Regions from separate parts of the Gossypium hirsutum genome. Here regions 2 and 3 are each linked to region 1. The links are chromatin contacts, called in public Hi-C maps. All regions are on one chromosome and are shown on one strand. Each heading gives the region's core, a stretch centred on a gene start, on an enhancer-like site or on the middle of the called end of the contact. The rest is flanking DNA. Distances are from core to core; before and after follow the strand shown. Region 1 holds the start of LOC107897024 (nudix hydrolase 16, mitochondrial). Region 2 holds the start of LOC107939256 (formate--tetrahydrofolate ligase). Region 3 holds the start of LOC121229703 (NADPH:quinone oxidoreductase).

Region 1 (4,267 bases), core at 654-3,153:
TTACTATCAATACTATTATTACTATGTTATTATTATCACTATTATATCAGTGTATTATCTTTACCTATTACTCTTTAAATTATCTCATTTTTATTCCTTATTTATTGCATATTATTCATTTATGTATCTTCCACATCATTTCAAACTTAAAAGATTTTATTCCTTGCATTATTACCATTAATATTATTATTACTATCACTTCTTAAATAGTTTTGCATAATGTTTATTCATTTACCACTAGTTCTTTTAATTTCGTATATTTTTAGCTCATTTATTTTTTCATTTTCTTATTCGTTTGATGCACATATTTTACCTTTGTTTTTATTGTTATCATTCGCATTCGCGTTTATGTTTATTTTGTTATGCCCATCAATTTTTATCTGTTATGTATTCTTTATTATCTCGTTTCATTACGAATTTAGGTTTTATCCAACCCAATAAAATTTCTTTCATAAAAGTAATATTCCTTATTTGGTAATTCGAGACAATCGTGCCCTAACTTACTGGGTTTCGATTTTTCTCCTTTAACCTAAATAACGGAATACTCTTTTAAATCGCGATACGAGTTTTGAAAAATGTTTATTCTTGGAGATACGAGGTGTTGTGCCCTAACTTACCGGGTATAACATTTTGTTACCTCGAAATAAGATTCTTCGAAAATAAAGGCAATATTCGGTGTTTGAGAATTCGAGAAAACGTGCCCTAACTCACTGGGTTTCAATTTCTCTCGTTTACTCTAAACAAACGAATACGCTTTTAATAAGTTAAAATACGCAAACTTTAAGAGGCGAGCTCACTCTCGAAAATTCAAGATGTCGTGTCCTAACTTACTGGATATGACATTTTATATTTTGAGACGAGAAGGTCTTTAACATTTGAGCATTTTTTAAAGAGGGGTCGTATTTCAAAGTCTTTCAAATTTTTAATTTTCGACACTAAGACACTAATTAATCAACTAGGTACCAATTTTTGGGCGTTACGAGGGTGCTAATCCTTCTTTGTGCGTAACCGACTCCCGAACCTATTTTCTTGATTTACGTGGACCAAAATTATTGTTTAAATAAATCAAACCATTTATTAAAAACAACCACTTTTACAAGGTGATCCAATCACACCTAAAAAGATTGGTGGCGACTCCCATTCTCGTTTTTCTCCAAGTTGATACCCGTTTTTCTAAAAAAAAATGGTTACGACATTTAATACTTAATGTAAAATCGGTGTTCTTTAAAGAGATAAACGGCGGATCATATAATGTACTCCATTCTTATAGGTAAAAATTGAAGTCACAACCTCATAATTAAGGAATGAAATGAACAATTACCACATACCTCATAGATAATCTTTATTTACTTTTTTCATAATAAATGACTATATTTTAGGACATAATATTTATTTAACTTTTCCATGTATATTAATTTTTTATTCATTTTGAAGTGATTTGATAAATAAAATAAATTTAAAAATTAAAAAGAGTAAAAATTAAATAAAAACTAAAAGTAATTTAAAATGAAAAAGAGGAGCTCCACAAGTGTCACTTTCGCACTCTCTCTTACGCCATAAGTGGTTTAATGTTTAAATTATTTTTTAAAACCTAAATCACTTAGTTAGAGTATGGTGTTTTCTCAACCTCACTTTTCTTTTAAGATTTTTATTAATCTAATTACACTTAGAATTTATTCAAGTCCATCTTATATAAATTTATTTATTTTCCAATTGAAATGTAATTATAAATTGTAAAAAAAATTAAATCCAAACTTGTTTTTATGTTGATCCGACTCGTCCAAAAAATTCATTTTATCATTAAAAAATATTTTTTTAATTGGTATTTTATATCTTTTTATAATTAAATTTAAATTTTAAAAAATATTTTTCAGATCCTCCGAATTTCGGACGGGGCGGGTAGCCCGGAGGTGCACTTGTGACTATCTCACTCACGTGAGTTTGATCGCCAATCGTCTGATCCGTTCTTAGCGCTTCACCTCGGGCGGCCTTCTTGTCTCTCCTTTTTCCCAAGGCTAAGAGTTTCTTTTTCATGATTATCACAATTACACCTCAAAAAAAGGAAAAAAAATCAAAATTAAAATTAAAAAATACGAGAAAATCGCAGCCACTGGCTGATGTTTCGTGGCACTGATCGTCACTGTTAAATCCAGTGCTAACAGCAATGGATGAACCTGGTACAAGCATGAGCATTTTTGTAAATCCAAAAAACATCAATCCAACGAGGCGTCTGAATAAGAAAGATTGCCTTTGTTGAAGTTTGGAGAATTTGATATTTTTGAGGATTTTCCTCTTCTTCTTTTTTTTTGAGATTTTTCATAATATTATGTCGGATTTAGTGGCCCGTACAGGTCGGCTTCAGCAAAGGTACGAGAACGGCTATCGGCTTGTCGCTGGGTATGTTTTTATTCTAATTATTTCTATACATTTTTAATGTAAGTTAGATTTGGAAAACATAAGTTCATGTCAGTTTTTCGGAATTTTCATTAATTAAATTACGGTTGTTTTTATCTGCTTGAATGGTGTAGTATTTATAGTTTGAGTGGTTTATTACATTATTAGGATCAAGATAGAAAAATAATTTGTTTCTTACTTTGTATCTGGTGCTTATGAATGATGCATTTTAAGGTAAAAATGTTTTTTTGCTTCTTTTTTATGGAAAATATTATGTTTTATTTCAAGTTCTGAATGGTTTAGATAGCCATCCTAGGATGGAGTTGGCAAATGGGTATGTTTCTTTTTGGCTGTATATAGTATCTATACATTGATTATGTTGGTATATGAAATTATGAATAGTGTATTTTACAGTTGAAATGCCTTGTCAAGTAAATTACTTACATGAAAATAGCAAATGATTTATATATAAATACATATATATGAGTGTTTGTGTGTGTGTGATGCCCATCCGTTTCTGTTTACATTTATGTAATTTTCAAGCCTTGAATTGCTTTTTCACATTTTCTGGATTAAGGTGGAAAACAGGTACTTATTGCCTTCTGTTTATATGAATGGTCCATTGAGGTTTAAATGGTTTATTACTTTCTCAGCACGAACATGGAAAGTGGATATATTTTACTTTTTTGGTGTTTATGTTTTTTTATGTTCCATTTTCTATCTGTATATGAGTGGCAGTCTTTTTTAACTTTAAAATGGTGTTTTAAAGAGTCCCATTGATTTCTCAAAAACTACATGAGGAAGAAGGGAACTGTTATTTTGTCTGTAGGCAAGCATTTATATTATCGTTTAAAGAGTTTTTATTGGTTTCTCCAACAATATGAAGGAAAAAAAAAAAAGGGGGAAGAAAAGTGAAAGAGAGGAACTATGAACAGTTATGAATGGTCTTGGAGAAAAATTTTCGTAGCTCGTCTTTGCTATTGGTTGATCAAACAGCTTAATCTATGCGACTATGACAGTGAAAGTTGTCCAGAGTTTTATGGTGGAACTATATCTGCCTATGCCCTTGGATAAGGTATTTGTAATTTGGGCTGGTTCAGTTCAGCTCAGCCCATCCCAAAATATTATTTAATAATAATTCTTTTATTTATATTTTATATTTTTTAATATTATAATGAATGATAATTCGAGCTTTTCGACTAGACGAGACCAAAATGGACTTGAACAAGAGAGAAAAAAAGGTTCCAAGCTGTGGTCCAACCCGACCGGGCCCATGGGTAGGTTTTGGTGGAATTACCTGAAAAATAAATTGACCTAGGGATAGGACAGCCTTGAGTCTTAATAAGACAACCTATTGAAGATGCTGCTTAACGGTACTCCTCACTGTTTGTCTTATTTTTCTCAGATTTTGGTGATGATGTTGTGACTTGGCTGTTTTAAGTCTTCAATCTGTGTTTTTTTGTCCCCTTCTTTGCTTGCTCTTTTGGATAGAGATTAAATTGTTTCATTCTTAATGTGATGGGAACAATTCGTGTCCTTTTTGACGTTTGCAAAAATCTTGTTCTTGACTAGGCTCAGCTCCATGTACTAAGAATTTGTTCTTCTCTTCTGGCAGGTGTATTCCATTTAGGTATAGATGTTTAGATGAGTCACACCATGAAAATTCTGAAAATGTGGTTGAAGTATTGATGATCAACTCAACTAGCGGACCAGGTCTTTTGTTTCCTAAGGTACAAAGTTGTGTTTTGTTCAGCATATACTGTAGGAATTTTTGTGGCTTTACTTCCTGACCGTCTATGTTAATCTGACTCGGGTTTGAGTTCTGAAGACAGTTATGCTCAACCTTTTTTTCTTAAAAAAAATTCCATGTATT
Region 2 (4,267 bases), core at 1,212-3,711, 180 kb before region 1:
AGCACCAAAACCTGCTTCCGTGACCACAAACCCTTGTGGTCCAACCAGCTTCAGTGCAATCTTATCAGCCACAATAGATGAATTACCATGAGCAATGTTTGCAAATGGACCAGCATGAACAAGAACAGGGGTTCCCTCGAGGGTCTGCATCAGAGTAGGGTTAATGGCATCCTTCATGAGAACTGTTAAAGCACCTCCAACACCAAGATCATCAGCAGTTATAGGTTCACCAGCCTTGCTATTTCCAATCACCATTTTTCCTAGCCTCTCTCTCATATCAGCAAGAGACGTAGTCAGGGCTAAAACTGCCATTATTTCACTAGCAACTGAAATATCAAATCCAGTTTCCCTCACCATCCCTTTCTCTTCCGGGCCCTGGCCAACGGTGATTTTCCTCAAGAACCGATCATTAACATCCATCACTCTTCTCCATGTAATAGAATTCGGGTCAATATCAAGCCTAGCAAATTTCTTAACTTCTTCAGGTGTAAGGTCCTCAGGTTGAGTTTTGGTGATACCAAGTTTCTTTAATCGTCTAAACATGATATCACTGAATTTCCTTTTTCCTTCTTTATTTGGTGGACATAAACGATTAAAAAGAGCCTTGTCTGATTGGGTAGACTCATGAAAGATCCTAGTATCAATGGCAGCAGCAAGTAGATTGTTTGCAGCCGTTATTGCATGAATATCGCCTGTTAGATGAAGATTGAACTCATCCATCGGGATTACCTGACTGTAGCCTCCACCAGCTGCACCCCCTTTTATTCCAAAAGTTGGTCCTTGTGATGGTTGGCGAAGACACGTAACGACCTAACATTAGAGAGCGACATATAGTATCAAGACAGTTAAAGTAGTTAAAACATTAGATTGTCAAATCTGAAACTTCCATATCCATGTCAAACTAGTGAAGAGTTGTAATCCCTTGACAATAACTTGCAAAAGGAGAATAGGAAACCATAAAAAACCAAACTTTCATCTAGTAAGTTGACTATGTAGACTTGTAAATGAATATTTCACTACATAGCTCAACTATCATCGTAGATCAGGAATAGTTAAAAAGTCGAAATAATGCAATAATTCTCGGATTTGAAATCTTTTAACATTAAATTTATATATGAGGAGATTGAAAAAGACATTTCCAATCATACGGACAGCTCGTAGCTTCAATCATTGAAATTGCTTAACAGACTAATTTATAAATAAGCAATTTCAAAGCATCAGGAATCATGAAACTCCATTGGTCTGCCAGTATCAAGCGACCCTAAAATATATTTCTTTTATCAAAACATTCCTGCCAGTATTCAGAGCTACGTTTAACAAAATAAGAAATTCTAAAATTCAAAAAAAAAAAGAAGTCAAGAACAAAATAGAAAACCCTCCATAAGTAAAATGAAATACCCTGTGCCTGTATCACGGCAAGCGCCAAAGCAACACGATATTATTTAGTATTTGCCTATGTAGAATAATTTCAGTATATCTAAAAATGAAAATGAATACCTTTCTATCAAGATAAGCACCCAAAGCTTGACACAAACCAACTGTAGTAGTGGACTTGCCTTCTCCAAGAGGAGTTGGAGTGATCCCTCCAACCACGACATAGTATCCATTGTCGGAGGATTCAAGCTCGTCGAGTACAGATAACAACACCTATAGACCAAATCAACCAAGAAATTCAAATTCAAATCTGAACTGAGCGGCCAATATAAACAAGGAAAAAGCATATCAGAAAAATGGCTTTCTCTAGTACTTTTTCACCGCTTGAATATCCATTCAACACACTTCCATCTCTACTAAGTCAAAAACCAAGAAGCTAAGAATTTAACGCCAGAAAAAAAAATCTTTGAAACAAAACAACATATCTCAAATCTGGGATTTCAAGGAATTCAACAATGGAAGAGAAAAGTTTCCCCTTTGGCAGATGAGGCAATGCCCAGAAGAAAACATAGAAAAAGACAGATTTTGCTGATCTTACTATTCAATTTTCTACTTTTTTAACAGCTTTTTTTCAGTATCGAAATCCAAACATCAAACGATTAAATCGATCATTAAAGAAAACAAATAAATCAAAATCCAATAACCAAAAATAAAAAAAGAAAGGAAGTGAAAAGGAAAAAAAACCTTGGCTTTGTATTTGCCATAAAGATCATAATGGTTGGGACTGAGGTTAAGGTCCTTAGCAATCTCAGAAATATGAAATGGTTCAACTGAGTTTGCAATATCTATGTCTGCCGGCACTGGTGATACCACTTCCAACTTCCTTACACTCCTTGACGAACTCATTCTTTTTGGTCTAAATTTTAGCTGATTTTTGGTGGATCTGTTTCTTTAAAATTCAACAATTTACCTTCTACAACATTAAAATAAAATAAAATAAAATGGCCACAAAAAAATAATCACAAAGCAACAAAAGTCTAAAAACATATGGGAGTGCGTGCGTGCGTTTTTTCTTATCTAATCTGAGGTGGCAAATAAGAAGGGAGAGGGGAGAGATGCTAATGTTACCATGCAATGTAATTGCTGTGATTAGTACAACGGATGGGTCCGACCTTACACAGCATCAATTTAACCTAGCTTGCGGATCAAAGTTATTAAGTTAGGGTGTAAGTGAATCGAATCAAATCTATATAGGGAAAAGTTTGAAGTTTTACTTGAATTTTAAGGTTTGATACTTAGTTCGATGTTAATTAAATATTAATTTTTAGATTTTAGTTCTAATCTAATTAAGAAAAAAACTCTTAACTACCTGATGTCTTATTCACCAAAAAATAAATATAATATTATTTAATGATTGATTTAAGAGAAGATTGTATAAAATTATGATTTTATAATAAAAATCTGATTTATCATTCTCTTATTTAAAAGGGATAAAGATGATGTGGAATTATAATTTCATACAACCCTGTAAAAAAAATTTCATAACCCAAACGTAACTTGTATATCTCTCAACCTTACATTCATTTTTTATTTTGACATATTTATATTTTTTAATATGTTACGGAATAAATTTGATTTTTAAGAGCAAATATTTATCACTTTTTTAATTAATTTATTTAACACAAATATTACATATATATATATATATGAATACAGAAGTATCAAGATTTATATGACAGTGACACTAATCATTAACTTGATAACTCTCTAAAAAGGATTATTTTCAACTACAATCCTTGTCAAATGACCTTTTTTTTTTAAGTACAAAAGAATAATGCTTCTATCAACATGAACAGATATAAAAAATATTGAATAGAAACAAAATATTTTCATTTTCCATATAAGCAAACTAAAAGCCTTTTTTTCTTCTCCTTTCCTTTTTTCAATCTCTTTCTGTACATTATTCTTTGAAGCTGAACCCAGAGACTCTTCAGCCATTGAAGTAGACAATTTTCAGTTCAAATAAGAATGCAATCTCAATGTATGCTTTCGCCAATTTTGGCCAATTCATTTACATTTCAATCAAGCTTTAGTAACTGTGGTTTTAACAATGTTAACCTAAACCTTTCACTATAACATATCATATATATATGTATATATATTATCTGCAACTGTAAAAAATAATGGAGATGAAGTGAGGGTGATAACCTAATCCTGAGTTACAAAGGTGTGTCCAGTGTGGTCTTAAATCATCCTCCACGGTTGATCAGAACGATAACTTTTTAAGCTTCTAGGCGCTCGCATCTCCGGATTATGATCAAATGTACACGGAGGGGCATTGGTCCTAAGTTGAAGATCTTTGTCAAATATATGTTTTCATGTGTCCTCTACGAAAATTTTGAAAATGAAATCCCGAAAGCGTTTTGAGTATTGCTTTGGATCAACAGCTGAAATTGAAGTTGGATCATATTGCATTGATTTATATGCATGCTCAAGCTTCTTGGTAATATCGTAGTCTTGTAGGATATCGATTATACCAAAAAAGAGGATAACATCATAGAATACACCAGTTGGTTCTCCGACAAGCTGGGTTTCACATTCAGGTTTCCTCACAGTCTTTTCGATCCGAGCAGGCATGCTAATACCTAATCGAATGGAAGACCCCCTGCATTGTTAAGTAAATTAAATTGTTATCACTTCATATAAACATCATATTAACTTTTCTTAGATCGAATACTTCTCATGGCCATGTGAAACAATTCAGAAATGTGTTGGACACAAGTACTTCAAGAAAAATGAATAGTTGGAAATAACATAAATTTCAGTGTTCATAAAGTGGGGAAACAGCGATGATGCCTACTTAGACATATGCCAAGGTATGAAGTACTCTTGA
Region 3 (4,267 bases), core at 657-3,156, 150 kb before region 1:
AACCCAAAACCAAAAATCTCAAACCCTAAACTCAAACTCAAATCATGAAACTTACACCCCAAACTTGGACTCGAACCCAAACACCAAACCTTAAACTCAAAACCTTAAATCTTAAGCATCAAACTCAAACCCTAAACCCTAAACATAAACCTCAATCCTTAAATATTGAACCCTAAACCTAAACTCGAATAATGATCCTTGAACCCTAAACTCGAATCGGATTCAAATTCGAGGTTCAAGGTACAGGGTTCAGGGTACTAGGTTAAAAGTTCAAGGTAAAAAAATTATCAAAATTATGTAACAATTATATAAAAAAATTGAAATATTATTAAATAATTGAAAAGAGACTATGGATAATGTAGTGGAAAAAGATCCATAAAATAATTTCTCATATATCAAACACTAATATTTGAAAAAAAAAATTGAAGTATCATAAATTTAGGGTATGCCCGCTTACAAGGCAGTTGACAGTGAAATGCGTATAGTTTTTTTTTCCTCTGTCGAAGTAGCATTTGTTATTATTAGTACATAAAATTACAAGTTTCAAATTGCAGCATTTCAAACAAAACAAAAAAAAAAATCCCAAAATTACCGCAAATTGTAATTCATCACAGCAGCAATGGAAGAATTGAGAAAAGAACGAGTGATTTGTTTACTCAGTTTTTTGGTTGGAGTCGCAGGGTAAATGCTTGCAAGGCAACAAGAACTTGTTTCATTTTCTCCTTGGATGCCTCATCAATAAGGTTGCCATCGCTATCGAACTTTGCAGGAGGCTCAAACGCGTTCAAGTGAAACTCGGGCTTATTGATGAAATGAAGATCAAGGAAAACCCCCACTTGACGAAGATGATAGTGTGATCGTGCACCACCAAAGCCACCTCCGGCGCTTACGATGGCAGCCGCTTTATCTGCCCATACATTGGGTGATAGTGAACCCCAGTCAAGTGCATTCTTCAGAGGTCCTGGAATGGTGCATATAATGAGGTAACATGAAATGCACTGTTTTGATATTTAAAAGGAATCCAAAAATGAGACATCCTAATAAACTGTCTACAGTTTCCAAAGTACAAAATTCACAGGAAAAGATTGTATGAAACAGAGATATTATCTCTTTCTAATAGTTCAATGCTACAGGATGAAAATGTTGAAATTCAAATATGTAAATGTTGATGGATTAAACTATTGGAAAAAGATCCTTTCTCCAAATTCATAATCACGTGAACATCAAAGAAAGTGTTCCATAGAAATAGAGTAAAATTAAAAGGAGAAAAGCATTGGGGGAAGGGAATGACGATACCAGTAAGGGAATAGTTGTATTCAGGGGAAGCAAAAAGGATGCTATCAGACAGTAAAATCTTCTGCCTGAAAGCCTCAACCGCAGGGGGTAACTTGCCATCAACTACCAAATCTGTGTTGAGCATTGGAAGTGGTGAAATGTCTACGTATTCCATCTCAATGCCATCTATGGACTCTTTGGTAAGCTCCAAAGCTGGAAAAAAAAACAAATTAAACAAATCAATATTTCCCAGAAAATCAAAATCCAAAACCCAAACTGACAAAATATATACCAGTTCGAATTAAGCCTCTGTTGTTAGAGGCTTTCCTTAAAGACCCACAAATGGCAGCAACTTTAGTCATTGGTTTGGATGCTACAACAGCTTCCATTGCTCTCTAATATCTTACAGTCCTCTCGTCTCCCTCTGGGTAAAGTAATTATGAGAGTGGAAGAGTGAGACTTAGGAGAGGAAATTGATGAAATGGTTTGGGATGCGATTCATTCACTAGGATAGGGTTAGTGAAACGTGTGATTTCAATATTTGAACAAGAATGGTCAGATTTGGACTGCTGGATTAGAATAATCAATAAAGTGGTTTTTGTTCTAGAAGTGAGGAAGTCAAGTAGCTTTCAGCCTGCCAACCGCAATGGGCATTAATTTGTATAAGTGTTCACAACTACTCCAGTTTAATTTAAAAAATTTGAATTCTATTTGGTAACTATCAAGTTGAATTTGAGCAATTCAAGCTATCGATCGAGCTAAATTTAAACTTAGTAATACTTGACTCGAATAATTTGTGAGTTTTATCGAATTTTACATATTTTTATATTATTAAATTACATTATTGCCTTCAATATATATATTCTTAACCTTAAGTTTATTTTTGAGTTGAACTCGAGTACAAACTTGATAAACAAGCTTAATCGAGCTCAAGTTTAAAAATAGAAGAACATACCTTCAATCCAAGTCACTCTAAAAGTCAATGACAAATATAGAAAAGAAAAAGTTGCAATTTAAATTTTGGTTCATAGATTGATGTAAGTTGAGAAAGTCATATAGCATCAAGTTTAAAAGTCTAATGACTTAAATGAAAATTTTTAAATAATCTAATGATGAAATTATAGTTTTATTTAATTAAATGATGAAAAAGAAAATTTATTTACCCAAGTCGATTAAAATAGGTTAATTTGATCTTTTATCAGTTTATGTAATCGAACAAACTAAATTATCCAATTTAATAAAGTATTTTATATAACTAAATGATTATATTTTTCTGAAAAGAAATCTAAATAAAATATAATTCATTGCATTTATTACTAACATAATTTTTTAAAAGAAATTGGTGTATTATGTATTTTGATTAACCAACAAACCAATATATATAAGCGACCAATATATTTTTAGGATATGTACTTTTTAAATATATTCAAATATTATATTGAATAATATATATTCAAATATGTATCAAATGCAAGCATAAATAATAGTTTATAATAAAAAGTAGCAGAAAAGATCGAATATAAATACTTTCAGTTATTACTTGAATTAAATGTCGAAATTCAAATGTTGTTATACCACTATCGATCACATCAAACCACCGACGAGGTCGCCAAATTTAGCCTTATGGAAAATAGAAAATCGTCAAAATCTTCTAAGTACTCAAAGACCTCATTAAATGGAATATATAGTTTTTTCCTCTGTCAAAATAGCATTTGTTATTATTAGTACATAAGATTACAAGTTTCAAATTGCAGTATTTCAAAGAAAAACAAACTCCCAAAATTACAGGAAATTGCAATTCATCACAGTAACAATAGAAGAATTGAGAAAAGAAAGAGTGATTTGTTTACTCAGGTTTTAAGTTGGAGTCGTAGGGTAAATGCTTGCAAGGCAACAAGAACTTGTTTCATTTTCTCCTTGGATGTCCCATCAATAAGGTTGCCATCGCTATCGAACTTTGCCGGAGGCTGAAACGCGTTGAAGTAAAACTCGGGCTTATTGATGAAATGAAGATCAAAGAAGCCCCCACTTGGCGAAGATGATAGTGTGATCGTGCACCACCAGAGCCTCCTCCAACACTTACGATTGAGAACTAGTAAGTTTCCTTATCCCTCTGAATTTCTAGAATGAAGAAAAAAAGTAGAGTAAGAAAACTCAAGGTTTCTGGGTAACGAATCTAGGTCTTAAGGGTTGAACACATTTAGTTTAATCGATACATGGTTACCATGCTTAACTACTAGGATAAAGCAGGCTCTAGCATTAAAAGAAGCTAAGCTAAGGAGGCAAGAAAACAATGTGAGTTTTTACACTACAACCCTGAAATGCTAATTATGTTGAAAGTCAACATGGGTCTATAAGTATCTGCCATTTTAGTTTGGTAGGCATGATCCACGATGTTTTATTTATAAAATGCATGCAATGCATGTAAGGGAAACATTGTCGGGATTAGACAAATTTAGGAAGGAAAAATAGGTGATTATGTTAGATATCATCATACAGTGATTTTATGTGCACCCATGATAAGCGAAGCTTTAAGCCTTGTGAAGGGGACACTGTGGTGTTCGCTCACCAAGGTTAGGAATAGTGAAATAGAGGAATTGAAGGAATGCAATGGGAAAAGTGAATATGAAAGACCATGGTTGGGAAATAGGTCTGATCGGAGGTTATACGCCAGAAATTAGTAAGACCTTAGTTGAAAGATGTTATGGTATCATGATAAAAATGAATAAGACCATAGCTGAAAGACACTATGGCATCCCTTGTGTACTCCACCGAGACACTAAACACAAGGTAGTCTATTTGGATACTAAACACGGGGTAGTCCATCAGGACATCAAACACAAGGTAGTTAATTGAGACTGTAACATGGGAAGTCTGCCAAGGTGTAAGGACATGAGGATTGTAATTGGAAAGTTCGCAAATCATGAAGAAAGTCAAGGGTGAAAGTGGAGTTTGCAGGTGATTGGATTCATAAGTCACATTAAGAAATGAG

What was found. A called contact is a pair of places that touch in the nucleus more often than the background predicts.
Region 2: a Hi-C map of leaf shows a contact between it and region 1, with 4 times the contacts expected there. The contact joins the promoter of LOC107939256 here to the promoter of LOC107897024 in region 1. A contact is called at or near these places in 3 of 34 Hi-C or Micro-C datasets (hypocotyl and leaf).
Region 3: a contact with region 1 is called in a Hi-C map of leaf, with 2.5 times the contacts expected there. The contact joins the promoter of LOC121229703 here to the promoter of LOC107897024 in region 1. A contact is called at or near these places in 2 of 34 Hi-C or Micro-C datasets (both in leaf).

What each region holds. Positions count from the first base shown.
Region 1 is chrA05:108,888,326-108,892,592 of Gossypium_hirsutum_v2.1, reverse strand. LOC107897024 (nudix hydrolase 16, mitochondrial) reads left to right here and starts at 1,903. Exons shown (of 5, transcript XM_041114537.1): 1 at 1,903-2,397; 2 at 4,010-4,124. The coding sequence starts at 2,327.
Region 2 is chrA05:109,069,941-109,074,207 of Gossypium_hirsutum_v2.1, reverse strand. LOC107939256 (formate--tetrahydrofolate ligase) reads right to left here and starts at 2,461. Exons shown (of 4, transcript XM_041114543.1): 1 at 2,119-2,461; 2 at 1,498-1,647. The coding sequence starts at 2,280. It also overlaps the pseudogene LOC107939248.
Region 3 is chrA05:109,041,634-109,045,900 of Gossypium_hirsutum_v2.1, reverse strand. It overlaps LOC121229703 (NADPH:quinone oxidoreductase), which reads right to left and starts at 1,906. Exons shown (of 3, transcript XM_041114542.1): 1 at 1,568-1,906; 2 at 1,297-1,488; 3 at 360-961. The coding sequence starts at 1,664. The coding sequence ends at 657.